Regions from separate parts of the Hordeum vulgare genome. Here region 2 is linked to region 1. The links are chromatin contacts, called in public Hi-C maps. All regions are on one chromosome and are shown on one strand. The core of a region is the stretch at or near the end of the contact, and the rest is flanking DNA. Distances in the headings are between cores, read along the strand shown.

Region 1 (7,030 bases), core at 2,227-4,726:
TTCAGGATATTGCGTTGCATATATTTGACAAAGTGTTGTCTAACCGCGTATATTCGAGAACGATGCAACAAGGGATGAGCGACCATCGTTGGGTTGCTGACATCAGACCTGTGCCCACCATGTCGGAATAGCAACAATATAATACCCTTTGGAGAGTGGAGACCCATCCAGGATATTCATGCCCTGTTTGTTTCAAAAGTCCCGGGACTTTTTTTAGTCCCAACTTAAAAGTCCCTAGTCCCTACCCATTTGTTTCCAGGGACTAAACAGGGACTAGAGGTCATTAAATGACATGTAAAAAGACCATGTTACCCCTGACCATATTATTAAATAACACTTGTTCATAAGCAAATATTACAAAAGCAAAGAACTCTTGTTCACAACACTTGTTCATAATGAAAGATTACAGAAGCAAACAACACTTGTTCATAAGCAAATATTACAGAATCGAACAACACTTGTTCATAACAACCGAAGTAATATCATTGTTGTTTCAACGACCATAACCCATTAGCGACCCAATCTCTAAATTGATTCATAACAGCACTATCCGTCTCATTGGTTGAATCATTTCTTGGAGTAGTCGTTGCCATAGACAATGGTACATAATTTTCATCTTCATCACACAAGTCAAAATCTATATCGGATAGTTGACTTTGTCTAATAAAATTGTGCAATGCAATGCAAGCCACAATGATTTTGCTTTGTTTCTGTTGTGGATAACTAGGTAAGTGAAACAAAATCCTCCACTTGTTCTTCAAGACTCCAAAACACCTCGCAATGACATTTCTAAGTGAAGAATGGCTGAAATTGAAATGTTCTTTTTTTCCTCTAGGCATTGTGCCATCACGGTACTCTTGGAAATGATAGGTTAAACCCTTGTATGGTGCAAGATAACCCGGTCTGTTTGGGTATCCCGAATCGACAAGATAGAACTTTTGAGGTGGTGGTTTTGGAAACTTTGCACCAAATCTGGATTGGGCATCATTGAAGACCCCTCATGTCATGCACTGATCCTGGCCAACCGGCTAGGACAAATGTGAATCTCATATCAAAGTCACACACACACATCACATTCTGACTCATCTCCTTATGTCTATTCCTATGCTGGATAGCAGTGGCAACTGGTACCACAACCTATATGTGTGTCCCATCTATTGCTCCAATGCAATTGTCCATAAATGGTGAATATTTTGTACATCTTAGTTTTGAGTGCACAATGTTGAATTGAGGATCTATTGGCTTGATAATGTCTTTTGCTAGCTTGATCAGACATGCCAAAACTTTATCAAACTTCCTTACAATTGTGTCCAGTGACCTAACAAATCTGTTTTCTGCTTGTCTTAAAGATTGCGGGGAACCTACTATCCACAAAAATAGGCCTATAGACTCAACGTAGAGGGGAGCTGCGTCTCGTCGTCTTCATCCATGGCGGCGGCGGCGGCCGGACTGGCAGCGGCGGCCGAGCGCACTGGCAGCGGCAGGGGAAGGGACGAGGGCACTGGCGGCGGCGGCGGCGGCCGAGGGAACTGGCGGCGGCGGCGGCGGCCGAGGTGGGAGACGCGAGCGCGAGCGGCTGGAGGGAGACGAGCAAGCGGATAAGACCAGAGACGCGATGCGATGCGGGGCAGGGTAGGAAAAAGTCCCAAAAAATCCCTCCCACAGGTACTTCTCCAAATAGTCTCAAACACCCCACTTTAGTCCCTAAAAGTCCCTCCTGTTTGTTTCATATGGGACTTTTTTTAGTCCCTACATCAAAAAATTCGTGAAAACAAACACCCCCTCAATTATCTCCCACATCGCGTGATGTTTTTATTTGCCCATGGACGACGTCACGGCAGTACAACGCATGCTTTGTTTACCGGTTACTGTGTGAAGGAAAAACTAGATTTCCGGACACTGCTTGCATTTGGAAGTATTGGGCATCGCTCAAGTGCAAAATCTTCATCTGGTACGTGATGCAAGATATGCTCTCGACGACGGATATGCTACTAGCTGCTTTGTGTGTGTGCAAGACGAGGACAATATCGACCACATTATTGTCAAGTGTGTGAGGGCCAGGGAGACATGGCGTCGGTGCTTCTCCGACCTCCAAATCAACGTCAACTGCCCAATCGCATACACACATTAATGCTTCGATGGTATAAGATGCAAGGGCCAGGTTTGTAGGCAGAGATCATCGTGTTTTTGATTGTCTCCTCATCCTAATCCACTCGCATCTTTGGAAGCAGAGCAACCTCTCAGCAGCGTAATGTGTCAGATCTCATTGATCTTACTTTTAACGATATGCATGATTGAAAGTTGATGGGTGCATGACATTTACTTATATTTGTGAGAAATTTGCCTTTTTTTTTTTCCTTTGCTAGGTGTTTGTAATGATGCTTCAACCTTACCCATTGTTAAAGCATCTCTAGCAGACATTCTAAAAATGCAAACTGTAAAAATAGAATACGGATAAAAAAAAGCATTTTAAGGGTCCATTTTAAATATTTTCAAACATAAACTGTAAAATTACCGTAAAGAGCTCCTTCCTCTGGTACGACGGCCGTTGCCCCTTCCTCCAGCCGTCCGTGTCAGTCACGTCGGCTGCGGCCCGTCCCCGTCGGCCGCGCCCCATCACCACACCGGCCGCGACCAGCCTCGTCGGCACGCCTTGTCGCCCACCGGCCATGCCCCATCGCCTCCGCCGTCAGCGACTTGCTCTGTTGCCAGCCGCGACCAGTCCCCGTCGGCCGCGCCCCATCACCACGCCGGGCGCGACCAGCCTCGCTGACCACACCTTGTCGCCCGCCGGCCATGCCCCGTCGCCTCCGTCGTCAGCGACTTGCTCTGTTGTCAGCCGCGCCGGTCGAGCCGTGCCCCTTTGCTTGCCGCGCAAAGAGGATTCCGGCGGCCAGGTTGAGGTCATGGGAGGCCATGGCGAGGTCGAGCTCGTCCAATTCAAACCGGCGGCGATCGATTGTCGCGTCCAACGGCCTTTTCCGACGCGCAGTGATGTATTCCGGCAAGTTTAGGACGGATTCCGGCAAATTTCGCGGCGTCGTGTTTGCTACGACGAGGTTTGACCGGTATACGGCCCCCTAGAATCGGCATTCCAACCTTCAAAAATAAGAGTTTCGGATGTGGCTTTACCGTGCCCCTTAAACTTTTTACGGGTTAGATTACTTTTACGGTTTTTATTCTACATACTTTTTGGGATCAAAACTGTAAACATAATTTTTTTTAGGTATTTGACCACTTATACAGGATGTGTTAGAGATGCTGTTAGCAACTGGCTTGGGTTTTACTCTGTCCTTCCTTCTATAAATCAAAGGTAGGTGCTAAGAATTATGCAAATCAAATAGGGCCTAGGTAGTTTGGTATGGATTTTTTTAAATTTTTTATATTAATTTAAAAATAAAGGTTTGGTAGACCAGAAGTGTCGAATTGTGCACTATGCCACCATATTGGCTTTCTCGGGCCCCCCCGGATTGGTGGCTGCACCGTGCCACCGAGCCTCACCCGACCAGTTGACCACCACGGTGCCCCCGACCTGACGCTTCTCCCTCTCCAACGCCATCGGGCAACCCACCCCTTTCCACCCCTTCCAACCCTCTCCCACTGATTCGCTCGCCGCGCGCGCGCGAGATCCAGCCGCGCCCCCCGCTCGAGATCTCCCGGCGGATCACTAGGACGGCGCCGCCGAGGAGCTCGGAGCCATGGAGGCGTCGTCCTGGGACGCCCTTCGCAAGCAGGTGAATACCCGCCCCCTCGGATCCCCGCGTCGCGCGCTCTCTCCCGCTCCCCGGTACCCCTTGCCGTTGTCCGCTCGCCCGAGATCCGGCCCTGGCCGGCGCCCGCGCCGCGCAGTGCGCTGCCGCTGTGGTATTCGGGCCGACGATTTCCCCCCGCTGCCCGCTGAATTCGTGAGAGGCGACCCTCGTAAAATTGGAGCGCCTCGTTCGTCGAATCCGTAGTCCGTGCCTGTGGAACGAAATGCGTTTTCCTTCGTCTTCTGAAACTGTAGAGTTTTCGTGACACCAAGACTAGTTTCATAGTGGCTATGTTCAAAAAACTGTGCTGCAGGTATAGCCCATTTCTTTGACTAACATGGTAAATTTGGAGCAATGTGCCACTAATCCAGTGTGCAACTGACTAGAGTTTTGATCCTACCGAACTGCCCCTTCTCCATCTGAAGCTTTTGTTGGTTAGATTGTGTAATCGTGCTTATGGAGTACTATCTAGTAATGCAATGCGTTGCCGGCTTGTTCATGAGAGTCAGGTATTTACGGTTAGTGTGTTCGGACTGTATGGTACGAGTCTATGGCTGAACCCATCCTTTGCTAGGCTAAGAAGGCGCCATGCCAAGTTATTTTCTGTAACGATGTCACTACTAAATACGATTGCTGCGTTAGGGCATGGCCTACATGGGTGCTAACAGAGAGGCGCTAGGATGGACATCCTGGTAGATAGGTAGTTAGGTCATCAATTCCTGGCGTCAGATGAGGCATGAACTCAAGAAATTGAATCGGGCGCTTGGGCCTTTTATGCCGTGCGGGGTAAAACACTGTTGCACCAGCCTGGACTTTGATTTTATTAGCGCCTATCGGTTAGCGTCTAGCATTGTGAAACAGATAAACGCTCGGATTCTTCTTTTAGTTTTATGATATATTTTTATTTCCCTCAGCACCCGTATAAGTGACTTGCGTTGAAGATGGCTTTATGGTTTCATGAAGCTATGAGTAGCCTGATAGATGGTATTTGATGTGCGTGTGTGCATGGTTAATGTTGTTCCTGTACAATTTCTGCTTGTAGGCGAGGAGGTTGGAAGCTCAGTTAGACGACCAAATGATTGCATACCGTAAATTGGTTTCTATGAAATCAGATGGTTCAGAGAATGATATCGAGACTGATATAGAAAGATCACTAAAGCAACTTCAGCAAGTAAATTCTCAAATGCAAACCTGGGTATCGTCAGGAGGCTCGGAAGTTCTTTCTCATACATTAACCCGTCATATGGAGATTTTGCAAGACCTTACACAGGTTCCAATAATTCCCTCTTACACCAAGTAACCACATTCTTCATAATTACAGTGTGTTTACATCTGATGTTAAATCAAGGTTTCTATTAATTTCTCCCCAGTCATAATAACCATGAATTATAAAGTTTGCCGCAGAGCAATACTCTTTGAATGGACACCACATATAGAACGGCTAGATTTCTCTCATAATTCCAAAAAGTTGCTAATTCAATAATTCCACAGGAATTCTATCGGCTTCGATCAAGTCTCAGAGTGAAGCAACAACATGCTTCCCTCCTTGACTTGAGAGACTTTGACAGAGCAAAGTTTGACGTGGAAGAGTCTGGAGACTCAGAACAAGCTCTTCTTAGAGAACAAGCTGCAATCAGCAGGAATTCCGGACAGGTAGGGTTGTCCTGGCTTTTAGGAGCACCTGTATTGTTTTATGATATTTGCATCAGTTTATTGTTAGCTCTATTATATAATACTATCATATAAGGCATACAAATGAACCCAGGATAACAGCTTACATGCATGGATGGTGTTGCATAGCGTTACCAACATGAATTCTCAAGCATTTCGAATCGAAGGAGCCTCGCTCACCTTTCTTGTTAGGAGATAATTTAATTCTGTCAGGGCAAAGAAACAAAATCAAATTCATCTTTCTTTTGTATTTGTTAACAAACACAGTATTTGTTATCTTACCAAACGGTGCCTGCCACATAAAATAAGTGAACCATACCGCTTTTTTGTTTTGTTTACCTATGGCATGTGTTGCCCACTTTTACTGTTCTTGCTTGTTACTAATATGTTTTGGGCAATGAGGTTCAGGAAATCCACAAAGGCCCATAAATTACATTTGGCTTGATTAGTGTATACTCAAATAGTAATAATTACATGTGCTCGTCTATTTCAGTTTTAGCAGAATTTACTGAATTTCAACCTATATGGTCGTGAAATTGCTTGTTTAGAAATCTATCTCATTGAAAACTGCAACAACAAAAACAATAACAAGAACAAGAACAAGAACAAGAACAAGAACAACAACAACAAAGCCTGTTTGGCCCAAAAAAGTTGGGGTAGGCTAGAGTTGAAACCATAAGATCTTGAAACCAACTCATGGTTTTGGCACGTGGATAGCTAACTTCCATGCACCCCTGTCCATGGTCCATGGCTAGTTCTTTGGTGGTATTCTAGTCCTTCGGATCTCTCTTAATGGACTCCTCCCATGTCAAGTTTGGTCTAGTACTCCCTCCGACATTATCAGCACGCTTTAATCGTCCACTATGCACTGGCCTTTCTGGAGGCCTGCACTCTATACCCAAACCAGCTCAGTCGATGTTGGGCAAGCTTTTTTTCAATCGGTGCTACTCCAACTCTATCATGTATATCCTCATTCCAGACCCGATCCTTTCTTGTGTGGCCACATATTCATCTCAAACACGTGCATCTCTGCTACACCTAACTGTTGGGCATGTCGCCTTTTAGTTGGCCAATATTCAGTTCCACACAACATCAGTTGAATCACCGTCCTATAGAACCTTCCTTTTAGTTTTTGTGGCACTCTCTTGTCACGGAGAACTCTGACGCCAGAAGCTTGGCCCCACTTCATCCATCCAGTTTCGATTCAATGGCTCACATCTTCAGGATATCACCACCCTTCTGCAGCATTGACCCAAGATTTCGAAAGGTGTCCTTCCGAGGTACCGCCTGCCCACCAAGGCTAACCTCCTCCTGCCTAGTACTCCCTCCGTCCCAAAATTCTTGTCTTAAGTTTGCTTAGAAATGGATGTATCTAAATACTAAAACGTGACTAGATACATCTGTATCTAGACAAATCTAAGACAAGAATTTTGGGACGGAGGGAGTAGTACTGAAGCCGCACCTCATGTACTCAGTTTTAGTTCTACTAAGCCTAAAACCTTTTGATTCCAAAGTCTGTCCCCACAGCTCTAACTTTCTTTTAACCCCCGTTTGCCTATCATCGACTAGCGCCGCATCATCTTCAAAGAGCATACACCATGGGGTAT
Region 2 (7,030 bases), core at 3,260-5,759, 260 kb after region 1:
ACTTGAGGGTCCATAACACACCTTGAGCACCTTGTTCCTGTGCAGCTCTCATCTGGGGTTTGGGTTCACTGACGCACTCCACAACAGTGTCTGTGAATGTCTCCACGTGGACAGTCGCCTTGCATGTGAACCTGCAGAGTTCCTACAACATCAGATATGCATGCCTATTTCTGTTTCCAACTCTACCTCATCTTAAGCAAATAATCAACCAGATGCAGTTCCCGCCAGGCAGAACAGAAGACACAAGAGCTGTTACTTAGTGTTTACATTCCATTATTGCCTTTACAGTGTTCATCACGATTGAACTTACCACTGCAAGATCTTGTATACACCATCAGTATTAAATTTTCAAACATTAGTGCATGACATATCAGAAATGCAGCTCGATTATCAGCTATGCATGCCATACGAGATGGCAGCACAGCACAAAGTGTTCAAAGAACTCTCAAGTGAGTATAGAATGGCCAGTAACTGACACAACTTGCGGAGGAAGCCACTAGCGACCTCGCCTATGATAACATGGATAATATCACATTTGAGGTAACATGTATCTGTTGAAAGTACATAGAAACAAATTAAAGATTCACGGGTTAATAGGAAAGCTTACAGTTTTGTGTGGCCACGTCCATGTTCTTCGAACTCATATGTTGGACACTTCCAGCCAATTGCACTACAGATTTGAGACAATCTCGACCTTGCTGCTGCTTCTTTATTTGCACCGCCTAAGAATTCGAACAAAATCAGTAATTATAAAACAACAGTTTGACTACAAAAATGAGATCATGGAAGAAGCAATAATAACACTTATATGCATATAATGCCTAGAGTGATACATCCCTTGTTCCGTGCCCTAGATTTTATTTGAAAGACTGTAATCTTAGTTACAATATTCTTGAACCAAAATACTGAACATTCAGATCATTAACTTCTTAACTGTATGAAATATTTAAACTGTAATGACCCTTTCTACCCGAATGTCATGTCTTCGGAATTTTGACATGACATTTGCCCAAGGTATACATCATCACAAGAAAGTACACCATACAACAGGTAATTTGTAAGGAAACTGTTAAGGCCGCGCTTGGAATTGGTGTAATTGAATACCAGTGTATTTTTCTTACAAGTGTAACTTACAAACGAAGAGCTATTTTCAGCCGGAAATCAAAACGACGGGCGGCGGTCTGTAAGTTTTACGGGTGTAATTGGAATGAAAACGCTAATCCAAACAGGCAATAATACTGTATGTAAGATTAAGCACCGTCGTTTCCTGACCAAAAGATAAAGCACCATCCAGAAGGATATAGAAAACATGCTCAAATGCTATCTATATTACGCGTCAATGGTTTAAACAGGCCATTTTCTAAAGAGGGATTTCACAGTAAACTAAGAACCGCTCTAACCAGTTGTTGTGATTTTCTAACCAGTTGTTGTTATGCATATTATTCCTAGAGTGATACATCCCTTGTTCCGTGCCCTAGATTTTATTTGAAAGACTGTAATCTTAGTTACAATATTCTTGAACCAAAATACTGAACATTCAGATCATTAACTTCTTAACTGCATGAAATATTTAAACTGTGATGACCCTTTCTACCCAAAATTCATGTCTTCGGAATTTAAACATGACATTTGCCCAAGGTACACATCATCACGAGAAAGTACACCATACAACAGGTAATTTGTCAGGAAACTGTTAATACTGTGTGTAAGATTAAGCACCATCATTGGCTGAAAAAAGATAAAGCACCATCCAGAAGGATATAAAGAACATGCTCACATGCTATCTATATTACGCGTCAATGGTTTAGACTAGCAATTATCTAAAGAAGGATTTCAAAGTAAACTAAGAATCCCTCTAACCAGTTATTATGAATTTCGTAATCCTGGATAGACTGCAGAAGCCAGAGAAGTTAGTATCCATGTAATTTAGTTTCAGTGCTATGTCCACATTACCTTGTTTTCAGGCCAGATCAATGTCACTTTCTTCTGATATACCTCACTTCCTCTATCATTTGATCTAATGTTATACGCTAAATATTACTTCCGCTGTCCATGAAAAAATCACGTTTTTCCACATAAGAACAGTGCCAGGTCCCTGTTTCTCCGTGGCTTACCAAGATTGCCCCTTAATCATCTCCATCCCATCGCCTTTTCCTTAAATCTCAAGTGGTAGTTATTCCAAACCTTGTGTGGTAATTTGTGTGTTCCTAATCTGTCCAATGACTGATGTCAATTACTTCTAAACACAAGATTAATTAGGGGCAGTTTCAGGGAAATAAGAAGGTCAGTTCTTTCCTTCCTTGATCTACACGTCCACAAAATTACGCCCCTTTTTTGCGACCGGAGGGAGTACATATACAGTTGAGCAGGTTATAAGATCACCCGATCTCTGATTATATAGGCAGCAATAAGTCATTCAAATTTTCTGTACAAGTACATTGATATCTATTTATTTTTTCAAAACAGTATATCTAAATTTTGGCTGACGTAACCACACTTACGAGATATAAAATGATTTTATTGATTATTCCGAAATCAATCAGATTTAACAGTGGCTAAAAGAATCATGAGATGGTAGACTTGAAAAAGATCAGATTTCAAATACCAAGAACATGCCCCTCACTGCAACCATTTGCGTCACCATTGCTCAGCACCACACAAGCAGACTCTTTTAGTGAAGGATCATCATGTCCTTTATCCTCACTCTCAATGGCGAGTTTGATTTCCTGCTGCGGTTGGGCAACACACCCTGTAGCTTTGGGCTTTTTGTGCGTGCATAACACTTCCTACAAGTAAAACTATTAGGACGATTCAAACTAAAAAAATGATCTTTTTTGTGAATTACATAAAAAAATTGTTCTAACTGATGAAAGAAGAAAGAAACCCAAGATATAACCGCTGTACTCAAAAGGAAGATGGAAAAGAAATGAATGCAAGTGATGTTGTCATCTTTTACCTTTTCTTCGAACTCCTTCTCCGCCATTGTATTGATTGGCATGATACTAGGCTCCTGGTGCACAGGCGGCACCATAACCACTGAATGGAAAGGAGTCACCTAACAAAAGCTACAAAAGTACTGGTAATTTGGTATATGCTGTTATGAAAAAAGTTTCTCGAACATAGTACTGCAAACTGAGTAGAACAAGAGTATTTATCAACTAATAACTTTACCCAAAAATCTCCTCTATTATGGACATTAATTACTATAAACTAGAGCGAATCTGAAAGATTGCGATCCAATCGGGCAGATCGCGATTTGAAGCTTCTATCGAGGGCTACATGAGCGAGAGGAATCAAGGCGCCAGCGGGGAGCAGTGGGGAACAGAGGAAGGAGAGCGCGATTGATCGGAATTGAGCACGAGTTGCACGTGCGGTGGGAGGAGAGAAACAAAACTTAGGACTCTAGTACCATGTTAGGAAATATGCAACTTGTATTCTCATGGGGCCATGGGCCAGTATATATACACGTACATGTGGTAAATAGTATGTAGTAAGCCCTTATACAACGGGGAAAATGCAAAGGCTATACACGGCTATAAATATAACTTGCAGAATCAGGTAATGCACATTAACTAACAGCTGGTCCAGAAATATTGCTAAAGAAAGCATATACTACAAGTGAACATGGCGTACAAAAGACAGGACCCATTGGATGGCACCTAAGCTAACCCTGTGAAATCTTTTTCGAAGATAGCCTGTTATGTTGGGAAATTTCTATGAGGATCTTTCACAGAAACAAACACCGAAAATAAAAAAATTAAATGTGAAGGTGTTATCGTAAGCTCACAAAACATGTAAATGAAGAGGGATTGATATCAGAATGAGTGTGCTGTGGACAACTGGTATTAGTACTGAAGAAAACACAAAACTGCCCTAACATTAAATAGCAAAATGATAACTGCACAAATACAGTTAAACGTCTATGGTCTGTATGGAATGAACCATTTTAAGCCTTTTGTTGAACCAAGAGGTAAAAGGTAGTCTGGATAATGGGCACCAACCTCGCCATCCTTACGTGCTTGCAAATACATATTACCTCCGTCCGGAAATACTTGTATGGAGTACCATAAAAGCTAGATCACACTACAAGTCACCAATTTTACTTGCTTCAAGCAGGCTCTAGAATAAATCCCAGGTATGACAATCTGTCATGCAACTAATCTACAATCTTTAACACCCTTCCTAGTGTAAAGCCCATCGGTCTTTCAGATCATCATTTCAAGTCAGTCAAGGGCATTACACTTTTTCCCCCAAAAAAGAAGACAGCTTGTTCCAAATTTGAGTCGCCAACACTAACGCTGCACAGGAGCAGGTGCTGAACTAGCAATTGTGGCATTTACAAGATCAGAAAAATATCGTGCAAACACGACGCATAAAGTGGATGATTGTCTGTTCCGAAGTCTCAGGCGAGCGCTTACCCGGAACGAAATGCAGGGCCGCGCGACGCTCGCGGAGGGCGCAAGCGTGCGGGAGGGCGGCGACGGGTTGGAAGCCGCGATTGTTGGGGACGCCGGCCGCAGGGCGCCGGATCGAAGCTAGCTTGGGTTGGAGAGGGAGTGTATTCAGTTGCCTTTGGGGATGCAGCCTAGATCTCGCTGGGGAGAGGAGACGGGGTGGCCGGCCGGTGGCATTCGTCCAAATCTACCAGGGCGAGGGCCTCGGCCATGCGCCTTTAGGAGCACAGGAGGGGAAGGTTCGCCGCGGCAGCAGAGGAGAGGAGACGCCGGAGTTTCGGGTAGCCGCGGGAGCATGGGCGGGCCGCCATGGGTGAGGGTTTAAGGGGAGGAGCGGCGAGGAAGAAGACAAGGGGGTTGGGGCAAAAAGGATCGAATAATGGAAAGGCTAATTGTTTTTTTAGAGTAATGAAAAAGGCGAAAGCGCTCTGTCCCCCACGGGCCCGCAGCCGAAAGATTCCGAGTCTTGGGCCAATGGAACTGGGAAACATGGGCCAACAACAACAGCCCATGATACTAGTGTTAACGCCGAGCGGCCCGTCACAGGGAGCAAAAGCACACGCGTGGTGGCTGATTGGGGAGCTCCTATACGCCGCATTCTGCGGCAGGATGACCCGATTTCGCACAGGCAGCTCTCTGCCTGGGCCGGCCCACTGACCGTGCTTCTGCTGTTTTTCTACCAGGCGGCAAAAAAGAATCGAGAGTAACAGAATTTAGCCAACAAACCAATATCAGCTTCTTGTCGTAAAAGGCGCAGAATAATATAACAATATATAGCGGAGGTTGAAACTTGGATTTCAATTTTTTTATTCAAAATTAGGAACAGTTTTGTAATGCCGCGATTATTTCAAATTCCAGCCTTTTCTCGAAAAAATGTTCCCAAATTTGTTTGTTTCCTTTTCACATTTTTTCAAATTCTGGAACAGTTTTCAAATTCCGTAGCATTTTTCAAATTCCGGAACATTTTAACAAATTCCGGAACATTTTTCTTGAACAATTTTAAATTCCGGAACATTTCTTAAATTTTGGGACATTTTTTCAAAATCCGGAACATTTTTACAAATTTCGGAACATTTTTTTTCAAATCTTGAACATTTTTTAAAATTCCGGAACATTTTTTCAAATTCTGATTTTTTTTTCAAATTCCAGAACATTGTTTCAAAATCTTGAACAGTTTTAAATTCCGGAACATTTTTTCAGATTTCGGAACATTTTTTCAAAATCCGGAACATTTTCACAAATTCTGGAACATTTTTCCAAATTCTGGAACATTTTTTCAAATTCCAAATCATTTTTACAATTTCCGGAACATTTTTTCAAAATCTTGAACATTTTTTCAAATTCCGGAACATTTTTTCAAATTCCAGAACATTTTTTAAAAGTTCAGAACAATTTTCAAACAAAAATAGAAAAAAAGAAACAAAAACAGAAACAAAAAAACAGAAAAATAAAAAAAAATGGTTCGGGGAACCTTCTAGAAGTTTCCCAAAACCAGAAAAAACGGGTGGAAACCTCTAGAAGGTTCCCAAAACCGGAATCGTGAAAGTTTGAACGGGCCGGCCCAAACCCAGTCGCTCGCTCGCACCCCCTGTGCGAAGCGGTGACTATTTTCCGCAGCGAGCGGCGAATAGGAAATTCCGGTTGATTAGCCACGGGAGAGAATGGCGAGAAACTCGAGTCTTGCAACACTTCGCAGGGTATTTGAGAGAATGATCCAATATTTTTATATCTATTTTTAATCGTAGTAGAGGGCTTTTCGTGCATCCTCAAATTCAGTTCTCAATCATCCGCGCTCAATGGGGTCAAGGTGGCTCCGAGTGCCCGATCGGTTAATCACCTCCTATTTGCGGATGATAGCCTGCCGCTGTTCAAAGCTAGTAATGAGGGAACCATGGAGGTATCAAACCTGTTGGAAACATACTGCAATGCATCAGGGCAAAGAATGAATCTCATGAATCCATCTATTTTCTCTAGCAAGGGATGCCCGCAGGAGTTGAGAGACAGTATCAAAGGGACTCTTAACTTCCATAATGAGTCAGTAAGCGAACGGTATTTGGGCATGCCAACTGACGTGGGTCAATCCAAGATAGACACATTCAAGTGCTTAAGGGACAGGGTTTGGGAGAAAATCAAGGGTTGGATGGAGAAGCTTTTATCAGTCGCAAGCAAAGAAGTTTTAATCAAAGAGTGGCCTAGGCGCTGTCAGTGTACTCCATGGCTTGTTTTAGACCGTCAAGAGGACTTTGTGACAACATAACATCTATAATCCGGCATTTCTCGTGAAGGAGCAAGGCGGGGAAGCGGAAACCTAGCTAGGTGGCATGGGATGTGATGAAATTGCCGAAACATCTGGGCGGCCTAGGGTTCCGTGACATGGAAATCTTCAACCTTGCTCTACTTGCACAACAGGCCTGGCGAGTCTTAAGTAAGCCGACGTCGTTGAGCTCGCGCATCCTGAAAGCCGCCTACTTCCCTGATGCAGGTTTCCTGGATGCTGAGCTTGGAAGTCGGTCGTCACAAATCTGGAGGGCCATTCTCGACGGATGAGATATGCTAAAGCAAGGAATCATCCGCAG

Evidence for each region. A called contact is a pair of places that touch in the nucleus more often than the background predicts.
Region 2: a contact with region 1 is called in a Hi-C map of leaf, with 6 times the contacts expected there. The contact joins the promoter of LOC123398220 here to the promoter of LOC123398208 in region 1. A contact is called at or near these places in 3 of 6 Hi-C or Micro-C datasets (leaf and seedling) and 1 of 1 datasets of contacts at active chromatin or transcription factors (embryo).

What each region holds. Positions count from the first base shown.
Region 1 is chr5H:446,724,244-446,731,273 of MorexV3_pseudomolecules_assembly, forward strand. LOC123398208 (Golgi SNAP receptor complex member 1-1) reads left to right here and starts at 3,477. Exons shown (of 5, transcript XM_045092707.1): 1 at 3,477-3,734; 2 at 4,795-5,022; 3 at 5,244-5,405. The coding sequence starts at 3,699.
Region 2 is chr5H:446,986,404-446,993,433 of MorexV3_pseudomolecules_assembly, forward strand. It overlaps LOC123398220 (endoribonuclease Dicer homolog 4-like), which reads right to left and starts at 4,510. Exons shown (of 5, transcript XM_045092715.1): 1 at 4,419-4,510; 2 at 2,957-3,065; 3 at 2,606-2,786; 4 at 608-722; 5 at 1-131. The coding sequence starts at 3,031.